Regions from separate parts of the Mus musculus genome. Here region 2 is linked to region 1. The links are chromatin contacts, called in public HiChIP or PLAC-seq maps. All regions are on one chromosome and are shown on one strand. Each heading gives the region's core, a stretch centred on a gene start, on an enhancer-like site or on the middle of the called end of the contact. The rest is flanking DNA. Distances are from core to core; before and after follow the strand shown.

Region 1 (3,871 bases), core at 963-3,462:
CACTCAGTCCTGCTTTACCTCTTCTGTGCAACTCCCCACACCTGAGGAGGGAGGGAGGGGGCGTGACTCAGTGGGATAAAGGCAGCTGTTATATTTGAGTGATTACATAAGCCAGGAGGAAGGCAGCTGCAACGTGACTGCACAGAGGCCAGGAGACAAGTCAAGTCTGGGTTGCAAGGCGGGGGTCTCCTCCTGGACTCTGCACACTCTAATCTAGGGCAGAGACAAGTCTTTACAGGACCAGAAAGCAACCATTGTGCACAGGTTGCAAAGTCCTCCCTATGTCTAGGCACTTAAGGAAGGGTCTACCCCACCCCACCCCACCCCACCCCCCAAAACTAGCTCTCAGGTTTCTAGACAACCTAAGGCCAGATTCTGATGAAGCTGTAGAACCTGCCAGGGACTCCTCTTCAGCAAGGAAGACACAAATGAGAAAAGGGTACCTGCCAGGACGGGTTGTCCCAAGCCTATCTGTCCTTGGTAGGCCACTCTCTGGCCACCCTGGGTCTCCCAAGGGTGAAGTGAGAGAACACACGAAGCCTTGGCACAGCAGGTATTCCATATCCTCACTGGCAAGGCAAAGGGCTAGTTGGGGGTTTCACAGGGAGTCCAAACTCACATTGAGCTGACTTCTCTGCCCTGAGTAAACTGACATGGGTGGCCAACTATGAAGTCTGTGGGGCCCTAGGCAAGCCCCTGAGCTCTGTTGGTGTTTGCAGTATCTTTCCTGCAGTGTCCAGGGAGCATCAGAGCCTTCGTTCGAGTCCTGCAGCCCACAGTGCAGTGAGTCAAGGAGGGGTAGGACTAGAACAGGTTGCAGGCAGATGCGGTGACCAGCACTGGGCACCAGCACAAGGCCCACAGCCATCAGGCCCATGGGGTTCCTCCTACGCACCCCCCCAAACCCCGGAGGAGGAAGGCTGTGCCCACCCAGACTGTGTTGCCATGACGCTCACTGGTCTCCATGGTTCCAGGCACACAGCCCTCCCCTCATCAAGAGGAGGGCTGAAGGTGACAGGAGCTGAGGAGATGTGGGTTCCTGGCACCCCCTCCTAGTCTATCTCTCTGCCTGGATCCTTGGGGTTCCTCGACTTGAACCTCCGGGAGACAAAGCAGAGAAGAATGACAGTTTCCACTTCAGAGTCAAAAGAGTGACAAAGAGGGGACTTATGCATAGAAGACAGTCAAGATTGCAGGGGAGTGGCAGAGGGGGGAGGGAGGGCGGAATGGCAAGAGGGAGGGCACACTCAAGTCACCAGGCAGAGTGCCTCCCAGCTGATAAGGAGTGGGAGGTACAGTCCTCAGGCCCAGCTCTTTGGTCTGTGGGTGGGGGTGGGCGGACAGAACAGAGGAGGAGGAGGTGGGGGAGGGGCAGCAGCAGGAGGGAGAACAATTTTCCTAGAGAGCTCTTTGTGTGTGGATGTCCCTCCTCCACGTGCTCTGTGTGTGTGTGTGTGTGTGTGTGTGTGTGATGCACTTGAGTTATGGCAGTGCAAGCTGAGGTGTGCAGGCACGTGTGTGCAGAGCATGAGTGTGTGCCTGTGGCCTGTGTCACTGTGTCTCCAGGGTGATAAATACAGCAGTAGGAGCTGTAACCAGGGCAGAGGAAGTGTGGAAATTTCCACAGGCTGAAAGTAGCATAGAGGAGGGCACATGCCAGGGCCAGTGAGCTCTTCAAGGAGCCATCCCCCTGGTTGGTTAGCTGGGTACAAATCCTCCCCATGTTTTCATAGAACATGGACACTGGGAACAAGAATCCAAAGGCATTCCCTGACAGGAGAGGCAGGGAGATTCTGACCAGCTCTGTGTGGGTGTGGGTGCGCACGTGCATGCATGTGTGTCAGTGAGACAGAAACAGTCACACAGTCTGAGAGTAGGATCTGGGTCATTCAGGTCACTAAGTACTTAAGTAGTAGAAAAGATGCTGTTTTCTGGTAGGGACAAGATCCTAAAGGGCCCATTAGACAGGGATGTAGTCGTGTCTCCTAGGTAGCCAGTAGAGCTAAGACCTGACAGCTAGGGTGTGGAGGGGAGGCCTTAGGGTGTCTGGTGCTGAGGGTGTGAGGCCCTGGGGTTGCATGGGTGTTAAGATCCAGCTACAACAGGTCCTTACTTCAGGCCATCTACATTTGTCTGTCTCTCTTCAGCATCCCCTACCCTCCAGGCTTCAGGACATGAGCCCTTCATGAATCCCTCTGAGCAGCATCCTCTCTCCTCAAGGGTTTCCTCCTCCCCCACACCACTTACTCATCTGCCCCACGTGTGCGGCAAAAGCTCTGCACACAGCAGGTATTCAACAAGTGCTTGGTGAGTGAGGGCTGAACACAGGAAGTAGTCACTAAGTGCTGGCTGAACCTCTCAAGCTCTTCTCCTGTATGTCACAAAGATGTCACTGCGGATATATCTAGGAAGACTAGCAAGGGGCACGGCTGGCACTTCACACTTACCTGCGCCTGCTCATTCAGTGTTCCCAGGAGGCTATCGGGATGCAGCTTAGCTCCAAAGGACAGAGAGCACACAGACGATCAGAGATCTAAGTAACTGTCAAAGCCACGTGGACTATAAAGGATATCTGCCTACCCATCTATGCTTTCCAAAACAGAACTGTGGGCAGGCAGCAATAAGAGCCAGGGGGTAGGAAAGAGGTTCCATGCCCCCTCCAGCCCCAGGGTTAGTACGGAGGTAGCAGGGTCCAGCTTTACCCCCACCTGTCTCACTACAGCCTGTGTACCCAGAGCTCCCTGGAGCCAAGGGTTCCTGGGTCCTCACTGCTGGATATCATGCAGAGTGGGAGGGTTGAAATGAAGGAGCCAGAAGAGAGAAAGGCAGATACCCCAGCCCTCTTCTGCCCCATATCCTACCCTGCCCACTTTTCCCCAACACTCCACCAGCAATGCTCGGTGCCCAGGCTGTGCCCTACTACAGCCTTTTCTCTCAGAGTTCCCTCCCTATTCTCCTCCCCAACATCCAATCCCACCCCCAACCACACTCCTCCAGGAAGTCCTTCCTCCTTCAGGCTCCCACCCCTAACTCTGGGCTCCTCCCATCCCAAGCAACCTAAAGTACCAAGTGCATCCCTCCCTTCTGGCACTGGCTCCAGTATTAGGAATCCTTGAGACAACAGAACCTTCTGCTCTGCCCCCCCCCCCCAACACTGTAGTCACAGGTATTTTTCACGAAGGTTGAGTCTCAATCCTGCAGGGATGTGACCTCACGCCAAGGGAAAGCACTCTACAGTGTCACATAGTGCTGGCTACGGGGAGCGCTCACAAAAGGGGAGAACAGGCTAAGAGCAGGAGGAAAGCTGAGGAGACTCTAATGTCAGGCAGGGAAAGCTGAGAGCAGAGGCTCAGGCTTAGGTTTGCATTCTGTAGGCATTGGGCGAAGGGCTCCTCTCATGTCCTAGAGCCCAGGAGATCAAAGCAAAGCACCTCTACTGTGCTGTCTTACAACACATCACTAGTTGCTGGCCAGAGGCAGGGCTGAGTGGTCCAGCTGGCAGAAGAACAAAGCCAGATCCAGGAATATCACTGGGAGGGGAAGGAGAGGAGGGAGGGAGGAAGTGTTGCAGGTGTAGGGAGGGTTAGGAGGTGTTACACAGACCCTGCTCAAAATTTGCAACTATGAGTGGTCCATGACTGCCCCCTAGTGGCCAAATGCAGCTCCCCTCTGGCTAATCCCTAAACCAGAGTAATGACAGTGCCAGACCAGCAGAGGGCACCTCTAGTTGTACCCTCTTCCTTGGTCTCTGGGGTTGGTGGACAGTAGATCAAGTTCAGGGAGGAAGCAGCTCTTGGGCACATAAGCCCTCTAGCCATGTCCTGCCTGGAGGACATGATAATTTGGCTTGGAGCAGCTCCCTGAAGATAGG
Region 2 (3,871 bases), core at 666-3,165, 170 kb before region 1:
TTCATTTCAGGAACTCCTGGGTACCAGGTTGCCCCTTTACCAAGTGAGATGCATCCTCAGCTTATAATTTAAATATTATAAATGAAAGCTTTTACATTTATATATGTGCTGGGTGCCACTACTCTAGGATGTGCAATCTATCCTGACAGGAAGTTGAAGTAAAACTATCTGATGTCCTTGAGAGTAGTAACTGTGTGCAAACAAAGGCGACACTGTGCTCAGCTCTTACTTAGCTGACTATAGTTCTTTTACAGTATTTAATAATTGCTTAAAGTTCAGGGTGTAGAGAAGTGGGAACCTTCACTGCAGTGCAGAACTCCTCAGTCTGTTGGCTCTGCGGTGGTCCCTAAAAACTCAGGCAGGAGAAGGCAAGCTGAGGAGGAGCCAGGAGTGCAGCCTCCCCAAGAACAACTTGTTAGCCACATGGTGCAGCTCCTCTCTGCCATTCTCAGGATGTGGGGAACTCTCACAGATTGTCTTGTCAGATTCAGTAGAAATTCTGTGGAAAGTAACACAACAGGCTTAGGTAATTATGGAGTGGAGTTTTTGTGGTTTCCCAAAAGACAGAAGATAGGAAGGAATAAAGGGTCACAGTGAGTGACCACTCTTCCTTACTCCTGCAACTCAGGGGACACTTTAAATCTCCACCCTCAAGAAGCAGTGAAAACAATAAACATCCATAACTCTAAAGAAGGCAGGCCGTGTTGGTCTATTACCTTTCTTTCTCCTTTTCTTTATGTGTGTACATGACACCTACTCATGCGTGTGCTTGCATGTGTGGGGACATGGATGTGCTTGCATGTGCTTGCATGTGTGGGGACATGCATGTGGAAGCAGAGGACAACCTCTGCTCTATTCACTCAGGCACTGTCCACCAGTTTTGTAAAGACAGGGTTTCCCACGGGCCTGAGACACATCGAGTAGGCTGTTCTGTCTAGTGAAGTTCGGGGGATCACACAAATCCATTTCTTTCCAACTCCCAGTGCTGGAATTACAAGTGCATTCTCCGTACCCTGATTTTCTCCTTAGGGCTCTGGGAATCAAACTCGGGTCTATGTTTGCAAGGCAAATATGGTACACACTGAGCTATCTCCTCAGTTTGTGTTTTCTATTATTTTCACAAAATTCTTAATGCTGTAAAGTTTACAATCAATGTGTCCACTTAGTTCACAGTCTAACTACCATGGCAGTGCTGGCTGGTTAGGGTTTTCCTGGCAGAGTCACAATGTGGCAGAGAAGCCACTGCCATGTGCAGAAGGGAGTACATGCAAGAGAGGAAACCAGACAGGCAGAGGCTGGACTTGCTCTTGCAAAAACTGAGTAGGATCCCACAAGACTCAATCGATCTCTTCTGATGGTGATGCCCTCCAGGACCTGGTCCCTTCCCAATAGACCTCACCTCTTAAAGGTTTCATTACCTTCATATGGGCACACTGGCTCATTGGAGGACAGCCATAGCCAATATAGAACATAGTGAGTACTGATACAATTAAGAGACTTCATTCAGAGGTATCAAGTTGACTGAGAGCCCCAAGGTAATCCAACACAGACAACAGTTTACATATCTGGGCAAAGAAAAACACCACAGCCTATCAGCGATCTGCAAACATATGTCTTGTCCGTTTTCCTCAGGACATCTGTGCATCTCTGAGTACTAACAAGATTAATTAATCATAGCTCCTTACTAGATAGATAGAGAAGATATTGATGACCACATCACTGGTAAGGGACCCAAGCAGATTGGTTCACAGAGTCCTGATATGCCATTCTGGGAGTAGTGTGAGCAGGAGCCTGGATGCGACATAGACACTGAGTCATTACCCCAGAGCTGCTCCATCAACAGAATGTTAATCGACTGTGTGCACACCTCTTTCATTGTCTTATATTTGCTTGCAGCTGTTTTTTAACTTGACGATGACATCAAAAATTTTCAAGTTCTTCCTAACTTGGTGGCTAACCCAGCAGGTAATATTCTCAACCCACATCCTGTTGACCTCTCTTTCCCCTGCCCACCTCTTTGCAATATGACAGTTCCCACAGTTGAGTCTGTGGTAGCGGATGTTGGAGAGCATGAACCTTTGAAGAGGTAATATAGAGATAATATCACAGAGCTGTGTGTGTGTGGGGGGGGTGAATATGAGCAATCTGCAATGATATATGAATATGCAAAGGTCATGATGAGGCCTCTTGTTTTGTGTGCTCACTAAAGAACTAATTGAGTAAACAAGGAAGTATAGTATCTGCAAACACACAGGAGTCAGAGATCTCAGCCTTGCCTTTCTCCCTTCTGAGGATGGAATGAGATTGTGTCCATGCCTGAGCCATGTGTGAGGTGGGTGTATGTGACATCTCATGCTGCAGGCTCCACAGCATCCAGCACATGCTGGGAACTTAGCAAACTTAGTGGTAACAGAGGGCCCTGCTTTTTTCTTTCAGGTGACTGGCCTTGCAGTGCCTTTCATGCTAGACATGGCTCCTAATGCATTTGATGATCAGTATGAGAGCTGTGTCGAAGACATGGAGAAAAAGGCACCCCAGCTGTTACAAGAAGACTTCAACATGAATGAGGAATTAAAACTTGAGTGGGAAAAAGCAGAGATAAATTGGAAAGAGATCAAAAACAGTACGAGTTATCCGGCAGGTTTCCATGATTTCCATGGGACAGCTTTAGTTGCCTACACTGGGAACCTCGCTATAGATTTTAACAGAGCTGTTAGAGACTTCAAGAAAAGTCCGGATAACTTCCACTACAAGGCCTTCCATTACTACTTAACAAGAGCTGTTCAGCTTTTGAATGACCAGGGTTGTAGTTTAGTTTACCGAGGTACTAAAGTCATGTTTGAATACACTGGGAAGGGCTCTGTGCGATTTGGGCAGTTCAGTTCTTCATCTTTAACAAAGAGAGTAGCTCTTTCTTCAAATTTTTTCAGTAATCATGGGACACTATTTATCATCAGAACCTGCTTGGGGGTTAATATCAAAGAATTCTCCTCATTCCCTCGTGAAGAGGAGGTGTTAATTCCAGGCTATGAAGTATATCACAAAGTCACAGCACAAAATGATAATGGGTATAATGAAATATTTCTGGACTCCCCAGAAAGGAAGAAGAGCAACTTCAATTGCTTCTATAATGGTTCTGCTCAAACAGTCAACATTGATTTCAGTATATCAGGTGAGTCTGTCTGTGTTAGAGATGGAGCTGGCAGGGGACCTCATGAAATGGAAGAGGAGGTGCTCCCTACTTGAAGCAATATGATAGACAGTGCACATGGTGAGGGTCTGGAACAGTGAATGGTAGCATTGGTAAAGACAAGGACATGTGCTGCAGTAATGGTACATCAGAAATGATTGAAACAGTGAGCCATATCAGGAAAAAAACTATTACCAGTCAGAGTAGCCCTGACACCCTGAAGGGTTTCTGATAACATGAGAAGTCTTTGGAGGCAGAAGTGGAACTATGGGAAGAGATCACAGGGATTTTATGTGTTTGCATAGAGAAATTTTGAATTTGGATTAATCCCAGGGAAATCATGAGACCTACCCAGGTACAGAGTACATCAAGAAGGATTCTGTCCATGTGGGCCAAAAGGTCCATGTCCAGGACAGGCAGACTGAGAGCCACAAGTAAGGTCTAGTTCACACCAACTAGTATAGAATACATGGTGCTTCAATAATAGACCTTCAGAAGTTTCACACTTCTTGGGTGAAGAAGGGAAAGCCTGCATATTCCATAGAAGGCTAGGGAAGACTCTGGGTAGGGAAGGCTTCCTATCATTATCGTCATCATCATCATCATCATCATCTTCTTCTTCTTCTTCTTCTTCTTCTTCTTCTTCTTCTTCTTCTTCTTCTTCTTCTTCTTCATCATCAT

Evidence for each region. HiChIP or PLAC-seq counts read pairs in DNA pulled down with a chosen protein or histone mark.
Region 2: an H3K27ac HiChIP or PLAC-seq map of T-cell acute lymphoblastic leukemia shows a contact between it and region 1, with 5 times the contacts expected there. The contact joins the promoter of Art2b here to the enhancer-like site in region 1. A contact is called at or near these places in 13 of 39 promoter capture datasets (the 3T3-L1 cell line, the C10 cell line, the HPC-7 cell line and 5 more), 1 of 15 datasets of contacts at CTCF or cohesin (large pre-B cells), 2 of 115 datasets of contacts at active chromatin or transcription factors (T-cell acute lymphoblastic leukemia and large pre-B cells) and 3 of 9 other capture datasets (adipose tissue, embryonic stem cells and liver).

Annotation. Positions count from the first base shown.
Region 1 is chr7:101,412,787-101,416,657 of GRCm38.p6, reverse strand. No RefSeq gene overlaps it. Among named protein-coding and RNA genes, the nearest start is that of Pde2a, 37 kb to the left of the region's middle. Within about 2 kb of position 2,212, at least 56 of the 459 cell types and tissues checked have an H3K27ac peak or open chromatin away from gene starts, as enhancers often do. A contact at or near this core is called in T-cell acute lymphoblastic leukemia, where this site is marked.
Region 2 is chr7:101,579,205-101,583,075 of GRCm38.p6, reverse strand. It overlaps Art2b (ADP-ribosyltransferase 2b), which reads left to right and starts at 1,915. Exons shown (of 3, transcript NM_019915.3): 1 at 1,915-1,965; 2 at 2,437-3,172. The coding sequence starts at 1,915. It overlaps Gm45995 (a long non-coding RNA gene), which reads right to left and starts at 2,155. Exons shown (of 2, transcript XR_001778239.2): 1 at 1,419-2,155; 2 at 247-499.